2 separate regions of the Ovis aries genome follow, and region 2 is linked to region 1. A link is a contact called in public Hi-C data. All regions are on one chromosome and are shown on one strand. Each heading gives the region's core, a stretch centred on a gene start, on an enhancer-like site or on the middle of the called end of the contact. The rest is flanking DNA. Distances are from core to core; before and after follow the strand shown.

Region 1 (4,570 bases), core at 425-2,924:
CAGGCCAGAGTGGCTGGGGGCACAGTTGGAAACGACCCCGTCTCTGCATGGGACTGAGTGTGGCACCTGTATCTCACTACTTTCTTATTACAGATATCGTTAAATGTTGAAAAATGTTCCTTTATAAAAGTATACAAAATGCACGTTTATATAATCTAGGTGAATCCAGATTAAGAAACAGAGAGCTTCCAGTATCTTAGAACACCCCTGATTGCGCCTCCTCCCATCCAGAGAGAACTGTTACCCTGAAATTTTTCATGAATCATTCCCTTTTCTTTACAGTTTTACCATCTGAATCAGTTCTCTCTTGCTGTCAGCCAACCATCTCAATGCTTAGTGGCTTGAACCATCAGCAGTTTTTTGTTTCTTCTCGTTTCATGGGTTGACTGGGCAGTTGTTTTTGTTCCACGAGGTGTTGGGGGTCATTCCTGTGCCAGTATTCAGCCAGTGGCTGGACTGGCACCCTGGTGCTGTCAGCAGGGGCCTCTCAGCTCTTCATTGTGCACAACGGTGTCTCCTCCAGAGCCCCTCCGTGTGTTTTCTGTCCCCAGCAGGAGCACCTGGGCATCTGTACAGCAAGGCGACTGGGCTCCAAGCAAGCAAAAAGAATCTTCCAGACCTCCTAAGGGCCAGGCCTGGGACTGGCACAGTGTCACTGCTGGCCGCCCAGATTTGGCTGGAGTCTCGTGCAGGCATGGCTGGAGGGAGGGGTTGCTGGCTGCTGTCTATGGAGGCTGCGCCCGCTGTGCCTGTGTCCGTGTTGCCCATTTGGAACCACGCTGCGTGGCTTCCCCAGGTCCCTCGTGTTTTCATTCCCAGATGAATTTCTTGTGAGGCTGGCCAGGGCTCTTGTCCAGCCAGGCTGCGCGTCCTCTGGGGAGCATCCCAGCTCTGATAACGCGGTCTGCCCCAACAGTCAGGGCCATTGACCGGGCAGATGGCAATATCACAGAAGCTGCCTGTTTGCAGGCAGGAGTTGGTCGGAAATATGAGGGCTTTGGGTTTGGTGGGCTCTGCATTTTTGTTGTGTGTGAGTTTCCTCTTTCTTGGAAGCAGCTTTAACTGAGGCCCACGTGTAGCACCCTTGAAGCGAGGTGAAATGAGGAGGAAGGCGTGCTGATGTTTGGCAGAGGGCACCACATAGTACGGGTGGGCTGGAGGAGCTGCACTTGATCCCGGTCATGGGCGATGAGAGGTGGGTTGGCTGCTGATCTTACTTTGTGTTTAAAGTCTCCTCAGATAGTGCCCCCTGCTCACATGGACTCGGGATTCCTGGCTCCCAGCACACTGCCTGCCCCTGGAGCCCCCAGGTCTCTCTGTGTGCCCCATGCACTCACCTCTCTTTCTGGTCCCCTCTAAGCTTGCTCAGATCCTGATAGGTTCCTTTCACTGTAGAGCAGGGGTCCCCATCCCTTGGGCCACAGACCAGTATCTGTCTGTGGCCTGTTAGGAACTGGGCTGCACAGCTGGAGAGTGACCAGTAGTGAGCAAAGCTCCATCTGTATTTACAGCTGCGTCAGTCACTTGCATCCCCCGCTACGCCCCGGCTGTGGAAACATTGTCCTCCTTGAAAACCAGTGCCTGGTGCCAAAACGGTTGGGGCCCACTGCTGTAGAGTATGAGAGAGGAGGCGGTCGGAGCATTGCACGCTCAGTTCACCTAAGTCTGGAGGTGGGGCGCTGCCTGGCTGTAGCTCAGCCCCTCCGAGGGGACGCCTCTCACTGGTTCTGGGCACTGCCTAGGGGAGAAAGGGGCTCTGGGAGCTTTCTTAGGCAGCAGGCTGGAGGAGGTGAGTGGGTGAGCCTGGAAGACTGCCCCTGGGGCTTTGCAGTTATGAAACCCACAGTGCTGCTGACAAGTGACACCATTTGGCACTTGGCAAGCCCCTCAGGGGCCAATCACAAGATGGGGCTTGTGAGCATATATGTGTAAGCACTGCTGTCTGTCTGTGGGGATGGTCTTTTTTCTCCTTTTCCCTTCCTTCCTTCCTTCCAGTTCCTTTCCCTGCTTCTCCTGTCTTTCCCTGCTCTCTCCTCTCTTACCCTCTCCTGGTTTCTCTCCCATCCTTTTCTTTATTTGACAGAAGAGATGATCTTTTAGGACTGTTTCTCTTGTTGGAACAGCTCTGGAGGCTTCAGAGGGATTCCAGAAGGCTTCCGTGTTCTGACACCCACATCTGGGGAGGAGCCCACTTCTGGGCGGGCATGTCTCATCGGAAAGCTGTGGTTAGCTTTGGGTGGAAAACATTACTCAGGGCACACAGCTGCTCCTGTGTGTGTGGGGGTGCTGGAGCCACTGGGTCACTGAGCACCCTCTCCTGGGGACCTTCCCCCAAGGCCTCTGGACATAAGCTCCCCGACCCTATGCCCCCCCCCACTGTCCGCCATCCCCCACCAGGAGTCCTGGGCTTCGAGCCCCTTCCCTTAGAAGCCTCAGGGAGTGTGACAGCCTGAGGGCTTGTTGTAGACCTGGACCCAGGGAAGGCTAATAATCACCTGACCTTTAAGCCAGCTGGTCTCTCCACACTGTTGGCCAGGAGTCTTTTCTCACGTTTATCTTCCTAACAAGTCAGATCGCTTTCTGGCTGGAGGGTTCTGCTTTCAGTTGGCTCCAGCCCAGGGGGATAAGAACAACTCTTTGCCTCTTGTGTGGGGGTGGGAGGCAGGGAACTCATGTTCAGCCAGCACTCCTTTTCTGAGCCTGGCAAGTGCTTCCTCCCGGCTCCTAGTGAAGGTAAGAGAGCCAGGCTCCCCACCAGGAGGGACTGGTTTGGGTCTGAGTGGAAAGTTCTGAGGGGAAGATTCTGCAACTCATCGAGGAGGCCCCTGTGGTCCTTCACTCTGCACTTGGGAGGTGTCTCACCTGAGGCTCCCGAGGACAAAGAGGGTGAGCTGGTGATTGGAACTCAGGGGCTGCCCACGCCCACATGCGCACATTTGTCTGCTCGTGTGGCTTTTTCCACAGTAGGGAGAAGACAGCTCAGAGGTTGGTTTGGCCCAGGCCTGTCCTTGCCACCCCCCTTTGGTTCCATTTACACCTGCCTGGTATGTACCCCCTTCAGGTCCCTGGCCTAAGTGCCCGGCCTGTGTGTTTAGCCCACAGGCTGGACACTGGTTCTTTTCCATGTCTCCAAACTTCTCTGTTTTAGCTTTGACCTGCTCAGGAACAGAGCAGCCAAACTTCTCCCTTGCATCCCTGTAGGTCACTAATGGGAATGAATGGGAACTTTTCCCAGGGATTGAAGGCCTTTATGGGGTAGCCCGGGCAGTAGCAGCCTTTGCTCCTGGGGCCGTGGTCTGCCGGCTGGTTTGTTGCCCAGCAAATTGTTCAGCCACCTCGAGTCTGACCTCTCGGCTCCAGAGCTGGCTTCCAGCTCTTCCCTGCTTGTACATAAGAACCTCGGGTCACAGCCATTTCTATCTCAGTGGTCCAGGAAGCTGTCCCTCTGGCTGGGAAGCTGAGGCCAAAGGACAGTCCTGGGGATGCTAGGGGAAGGGAAGGGGGATTTTCAAGTCTTCGGCAGCAGCAATTCTAAACTTATGACTCAGGGCTGGCACCCTGTGCCACGCGGCCTGTTTTCACTTTCTGGCCCCCCTTACTTGATGGAGCCGTGCCCACCTACCTGGTGACTTGTCCCAGTTCAGCAAATACACCCCTCCACTTTTGATAAGTTTCCAGACACTGTGGAGTGGGTGGGCTGTGCATCCTTCAAAGCTGATGGATCTGTGCCGGCTGAGCCACGTGCGAGGGGGCGTGGCTTTCATCATGTCTCATCACAGCCAGCCAGCCATACATGGTCACTGTGGCTGCAGAGCTGCAGCATGGTGACTCAGCCCCGAGAGGCTGATGTAATGGGGGGAAAACCAGAGCCAGGTTGTGGTTGCTGAAACCTAGAGGCTGAGAGCCACCCCCTCACCCCACCGCCCTACCCCAGGGTCACCCTCGCCTGCCCAGGAACCACCTAGGGCAGCTCTGAGCAGACCCAGGTCTCAGAGCAGAGGTTCCAGAAGAGCTGGAAGAGAAACTACTGCCTCTTAATCAGATGCCGGGCCAGGGTGTGACAGCCCAGCCTTGTTGGGTCTGTGTGATGTGGTCACGGGAGTGGGTGTGGACATTTACTTGGAAATTGATTCTTTCTTGAAAGGAGAGCCTGCCTGCTTCTTTTCCTTAGAAAATACCGATCTTGAGAAGGACCCAGGTGTGGTATTGAGGGGAGGGGAGAGCCATTTTAGATTCTTATTCAGTCATGGCTTGTGCAGTTCAGGGTGATTTGGTCCCAGGCCATGCAGTTTTTGTGAGCATTTTCACTTGAGATAGTTGTGAAATTTCCAGGCAGTAACTAAGCAAGGCCTTTGACAGAGAAACTTCAGCCAGGCCAGCAGCTCTTGGGCTAGGATCAGAGTTTATTCTTTCTCGAGGGACAGCCTAGAGAGGTTTCCAGAGGTGGAGAACTCACCAACTTTATGTAATTCACTGAGCCCATGAAGTGGAGAAGAGCAGGAATCACAACTCCTCACCCCCAAAGGCCAGGTTTGCCGTGGACAAGGGGACTTGCACAGAGCCCTGTGGG
Region 2 (4,937 bases), core at 1,194-3,693, 110 kb after region 1:
ATAGCATCTCAGAAACAATAGCACCAAATCAAATATACTTAATATCTTGTTACATGTGTATTGAAAATTTCAGATTTAGGGTGTTGAGCTCCCCTACTGCTCCTCTGAAAGGCCTCTAGTTTGAAGTAGAGAATTCAAAACATCCTGAACTAATTCCAAATATGTTTTGAAACTGTTTACATTTTAACTAAATATTACTGTTTAATAGTGATGCTCCTTTAAGTCATATCTGCTTCAGTATTTTGCTATTAATCTTCAGGATGGTAATGATTGCTCATTTTATATATAGTCCATAATTAGACACTTGAAACCTTTTGGCTTAAAATAAAACCACATTCTATTTAAACATTAAGTAGGACATGATGCACTTAAAAATTAAATTGCTGAAATTATTTTTAAATTTAAAGTTAAATTTCAGTATTTTGATGAAGGAGATAATAGAATTTGTTCAAGTTATATATTACAAAAGTCCTAGAAACCATCCCTTACAGTTCTACTTTGAAAATACTTCTGCTGAAAAATAATTTGCCTCAAAATAACTCTCTTAGAAAATGCTAGATTAACTTAAAATGCTTTTTCTAAGAAAACAGAACCAGCAAGAGTCATAACTACAGATTTCACTACATACTGTTAGCTGGTGGGAGGAGCACAATGAGATGAACTAACAAAAGCAATTTGTGTTTTACCCACCCCAAACAGGATAATTTAAACACACACCCAAGCCTAAAACCTTCACTTAAAAAAATTCACCCAAAGAAGTGGGGTTTAAACCTGGTTACTTTTGTTCTCCATGGTTTTCAACTTAAATACATCGTTTTTGTTGAGATCAGTTTCTCAAGATTCTAATTATTAGCACATAAGAAATTTGATTTTATGCCTAACTAAAATTGCACGACGTACATACTCAAAATTTTCTTCCTTATTTAGTAGTGCTATCCTTATTGTAGGAACTTTGCCTTTAAATACTCTCATTAACCATAATTTGTTGACATAATCTCTACCAGAAATTCTGCAAATTCAAGGGACTATTGCGATTGATCTCATCTTTTCCAAGCTTCAAAAGACGGTATAACCTTGTTATCAGGGGCAGAATTCGATTGCTTGCTAGTACTTCAACAGCCTCAAGACAGCTAAGAGTTCCTGTTAGGAATCTGGCACCAACTCAAAGTTCCCAGCAGGAAAAAAGATCTCCCTGAACTAGGACCCACTGAATGGCTCCGCCCAGAGCGATGACCTGGACTGACCTCAGACTCGGCGTGGTCAGTGGCTCACTAGCACCTGCGGGGAAGTTAGCAGGTGCTGGAGACCATAAAATACAAAATTGCAACTGCAACATCAGTCTGTAGGAGCCCCCAAGGTGCCTTTTTCGCAAATTCCCTCTTTTAAACCTTAACATCTCTGAGGCTCTGAATATAGAAAGACAATTAGTCCACCAGGGAAGCGACGGTGGTGTACTTCAAAAGAAGAGTGGCAAGGAAACAAAACTCAGACTGGAGAAGTGGCAAGCCTCCACGCCCTGCCAAGCGGACCTTACTGAACCTACTGGATTTCAAAAAATGAGGCTGAATGGAAGTGGAATACATGGCAAGGTAAAGAGCTGGAGAGTGAGGGAGCGGGCGGATTAAGAACCTACAACCCTGGTAATAATTTCCACCACACTCCGAAAGGAAGAGGAAAAGAGAACAAAACAATAGGCACCTTAAAAAAAAAAAAGTAAACGCGGTTACTATGGTTACCATGCTCTAACCTCAATTCTGCAAATGGAGACAAAAGCGGCACGCCAAAGCCCTTTCTTTGTCTGCATCCACACTCGGAGGACTAGTCCAGCTGCCAGCCCCAGCAGAGGCTGGTGTCGAGGACCAAGCGCAGGGTTCCAAATAAAGGACACCTTTATTTAGTAAGCAAGAACTTCAGGCAGTGCCTGATGGAAGCCAGCGCGGCCGTCACCCGGTCCTTTGATCAGAGCTGTTTCCCCTAGTTGGGAGAAGGCTCCAACACTTTCCAGTCATCGATTCCTGGCGCAGGCAGGAGTGGAAGGGGGCTAACGAGATACGGTTCAACCTTAGCCCTTAGACACAAAGGGAAGGCCATTCTCCAGGAAACCCGCGGGACGTAATTAATAACCCCTCAAGAGACTACAGTTTCCGCGAGTGGGAGTAGAGGACACAGTGAGTACGGCGCAACTGAGGTGCTCAAACGCACTTCACATCAAAGACGCTACCACAAGCTGCGCGGAAAAAGCCGGGCCAAGACAGCACAGTGCGCAGGCGCGCGAAGCTGCGACTCCAGACCCTTGGGCCTGCCCCTCCCCCCACTTCTCTCAAAAGGCCAGAGGAGTTGGCTCAACGCGCTTGCGCAACGACGGACCGTTGGGGGAGGGGAGAAAACCTGTTCCCTTCATTGTGAGAGAACCGTCCCGCCTCGCACGGCGAGCGCGCGCGCGCACACGTACCACTCTCACACTCATACACGCGCGCACGGAGCTTGCCGCCCAGTGCGTTGCGCATGCTCCTGGAGGGAGGCGATTTCGGAGCCTGCGGGGTTTTGCTGAGTTTCCCTGAGAAGTTTCTGGAAAGATGCACTTCAAAGGAAGCTGGGGGATGGGGAGCGCAGGGAAGCGAGCGTTTGAGAGACGGAAAAAACGAAAAACCCAAAGTACACCGATACCGCCCTGCCTCCATCTATCAAGCCACGACCAAAGCAAAGCCCAAGCCCACCGAGACCCTCACGCCAGGGGAAAAAGTATGGGGACCACAGCAGCTGCTCCTTCCTCTTCCCGTGCCCAGCCCCCAGGCCCCTCAACACAGGGAGAAGGGAGAGAGCAGAGGGGAATGTGGTGAAAAGCCTAAAACGCTCACTGGATGTTTGCGTGGAGGAGCCAAAGCCGACATGGGGCTCTGGAGATGCCCGCGCGCTACGAGCCACCGGCGGCTGTTTGCTGCGCGTTGGGGTGTGGACTCTGCTGGGGTGTGGACGCTTCGTTGGGATTCGACGTGGCTGGCGAAGGACTGGTCTGCGGCTCTGCCCCCCATTTCCTTAATTTCCCCAAATTTGGAGGCCTCTTTGATCCCCCTTTCCTGTCTTTGGCAACCTGAAGCTAATGCTGCGAGTGTGGAGACCCCAGGAATGAGGTGCTCCCGCCGCCCCGCTCCCGGCTTAATGGGCGTCCTGGGAAGGCAAGGGTAGCCCTGCAGGTGTGCAACGCTCAGTTCTTTTCAGTTTGTACCCCCTTCAGTAAGAGCCTCCTGAAGAGGGGGCCGTTTGTAAAAACAAAGGCGACGCGTCGTTTGGACTTGAGAGGCGGCGTGGAAGGCTGGCGGGGGTCTCCATGCAGCCACGGAGGCGCGCCAGTGCCTGAGGAGAGCCGGGCCGGACTGCTATGAAGAGGAAGCTCGAGCTGGCATTGTTGCGCTGGGGGGAGGGGTCCGCGGCGCCTTTTATTCGCCAGCGCCAGCTCGGGGCCTGGCCTGGCTGCCATTTTGTGGCTCGGCCGCCATTTCGCGCAGCCGCGGGTGCAGGGCTGTGGGGGGCGGGGCCGGCGACCGCGCGCCGGGCTGCCCCTGGGAGCGAAGGCGGGCGGGTCGCCTTTGTTCTTCGCCTAAGTTCTTCTGGCTGGGCTCAGTCTCTGTCGCGACCCGCCCCGGACACGCGCCGGGTGAGCACGCGGCGTGTGAACCTCTGAAAAGCATCGAGAGGCGTACACGGAGTCCCAAGTGCTTCCTGCCCTCTAAACCCTTGAAAAGTGGGATCTCTCACCCCAGCACTTGCTATGTGAAAAGGATCAGTTTTACGAGGCAGTGCTCAGAACTGGAGCGTGGGAAGCTGTCATTTCACCTTGCGAGTAAAGGCGCTTTCTGCAGCTTTGTGCTGCTAGGAGCACTAAGCCTGCTGGAATGCAGTGCCTTGAACCGCAGTGGCGTTCAGCAGATGGAAATTAAACTGCGGAGCTGGGAGACCCAACAAAGGTGCTAAACGACAGGGTAACAAAGAGGTCGGTCTCTTTAAAAAAAAAAAAAAAAAAGTAGTGTCTTTGGAGTGCTGTCAGCCACAGAAGCGAGACGTTGCTTTTCATTGGCTGCCTGTGAAGCACGCACTGCGCAACTATTTTCAGATCAGGTTTTATAGCCCCTTATTTATATCTGAGCTATAAACTGAAACAATGGATTGGAATGGCTTATTTCTGTCGGTCGAGGATATATTCCATTTTTTAAAATCCCTTATGAATACATAAATAACAAATTGACTCAATAAAATCTCTTTTACCTTCAAGTGTGATTTCAAATTCTGAAAGAGCTGTTTCCCTGACAGCCAGGGAAATATTTAAATATTAATCTTGGCATTGTGATCGTAACTTTGCGAATCCAAAATCACCAAAGTCAGGAAATTAAAGAGTAATGCTACTAAATTTGTCTTCTCGACTTGCTTTTTGCGCGAGGTATTTCTGTTTAATTTTGTGCAATCTTCCACCCACCCCCCGCAGTAGCATGAGTTCAAAAAAAAACGAGTACAGTAACGTGTTCATAATTTAGCCAGCCTTTCCGGCTAAAATTTTTTTGGTGTTACAGATACAGTAGTTTTCTGGTTTTTTTCCCCCTACTACATATAATTACAGGCGGTTATCTGTTTCAGTAACCGGGGGGTTAATATATAATGATGGATGAAAATGTAAAGAATATATTTGTCGTTGAAGGAATAGATCAGTATTTGATGGCTTCCAGATGAAAGAAACATCTGAGAAGTGAGTGTTGAAGTCCAAGTTTTATTTCAGGTTCAGTACGACTAAAACCACTGCATAGAGTTTTGATTTTTTTTAATACCCAAGATTCTGTAAAGCACAATAGTGTACGTTCTTCTGATGGTGAGAGCTTATGAAATATATTTTTTATTTTATATTGGAGAATAGTTGCTTTACTAAAAATGTATTGTTTTTGAAAGCA

The links. Hi-C and Micro-C count contacts between places; a contact is called where the count stands out from the background.
Region 2: a contact with region 1 is called in a Hi-C map of hypothalamus, with 1.9 times the contacts expected there. The contact joins two enhancer-like sites. A contact is called at or near these places in 2 of 16 Hi-C or Micro-C datasets (hypothalamus and skin fibroblasts).

The regions. Positions count from the first base shown.
Region 1 is chr12:50,939,292-50,943,861 of ARS-UI_Ramb_v3.0, forward strand. It overlaps ZBTB17 (zinc finger and BTB domain containing 17), which reads left to right. Exons shown (of 17, transcript XM_060396584.1): 2 at 1-2,733; 3 at 2,965-3,044. Among named protein-coding and RNA genes, the nearest start is that of ZBTB17, 19 kb to the left of the region's middle. Within about 2 kb of position 1,675, at least 18 of the 54 cell types and tissues checked have an H3K27ac peak or open chromatin away from gene starts, as enhancers often do. A contact at or near this core is called in hypothalamus, where this site is marked.
Region 2 is chr12:51,046,923-51,051,859 of ARS-UI_Ramb_v3.0, forward strand. It overlaps the pseudogene LOC101109110. Among named protein-coding and RNA genes, the nearest start is that of SPEN, 9.5 kb to the left of the region's middle. Within about 2 kb of position 2,444, at least 52 of the 54 cell types and tissues checked have an H3K27ac peak or open chromatin away from gene starts, as enhancers often do. A contact at or near this core is called in hypothalamus, where this site is marked.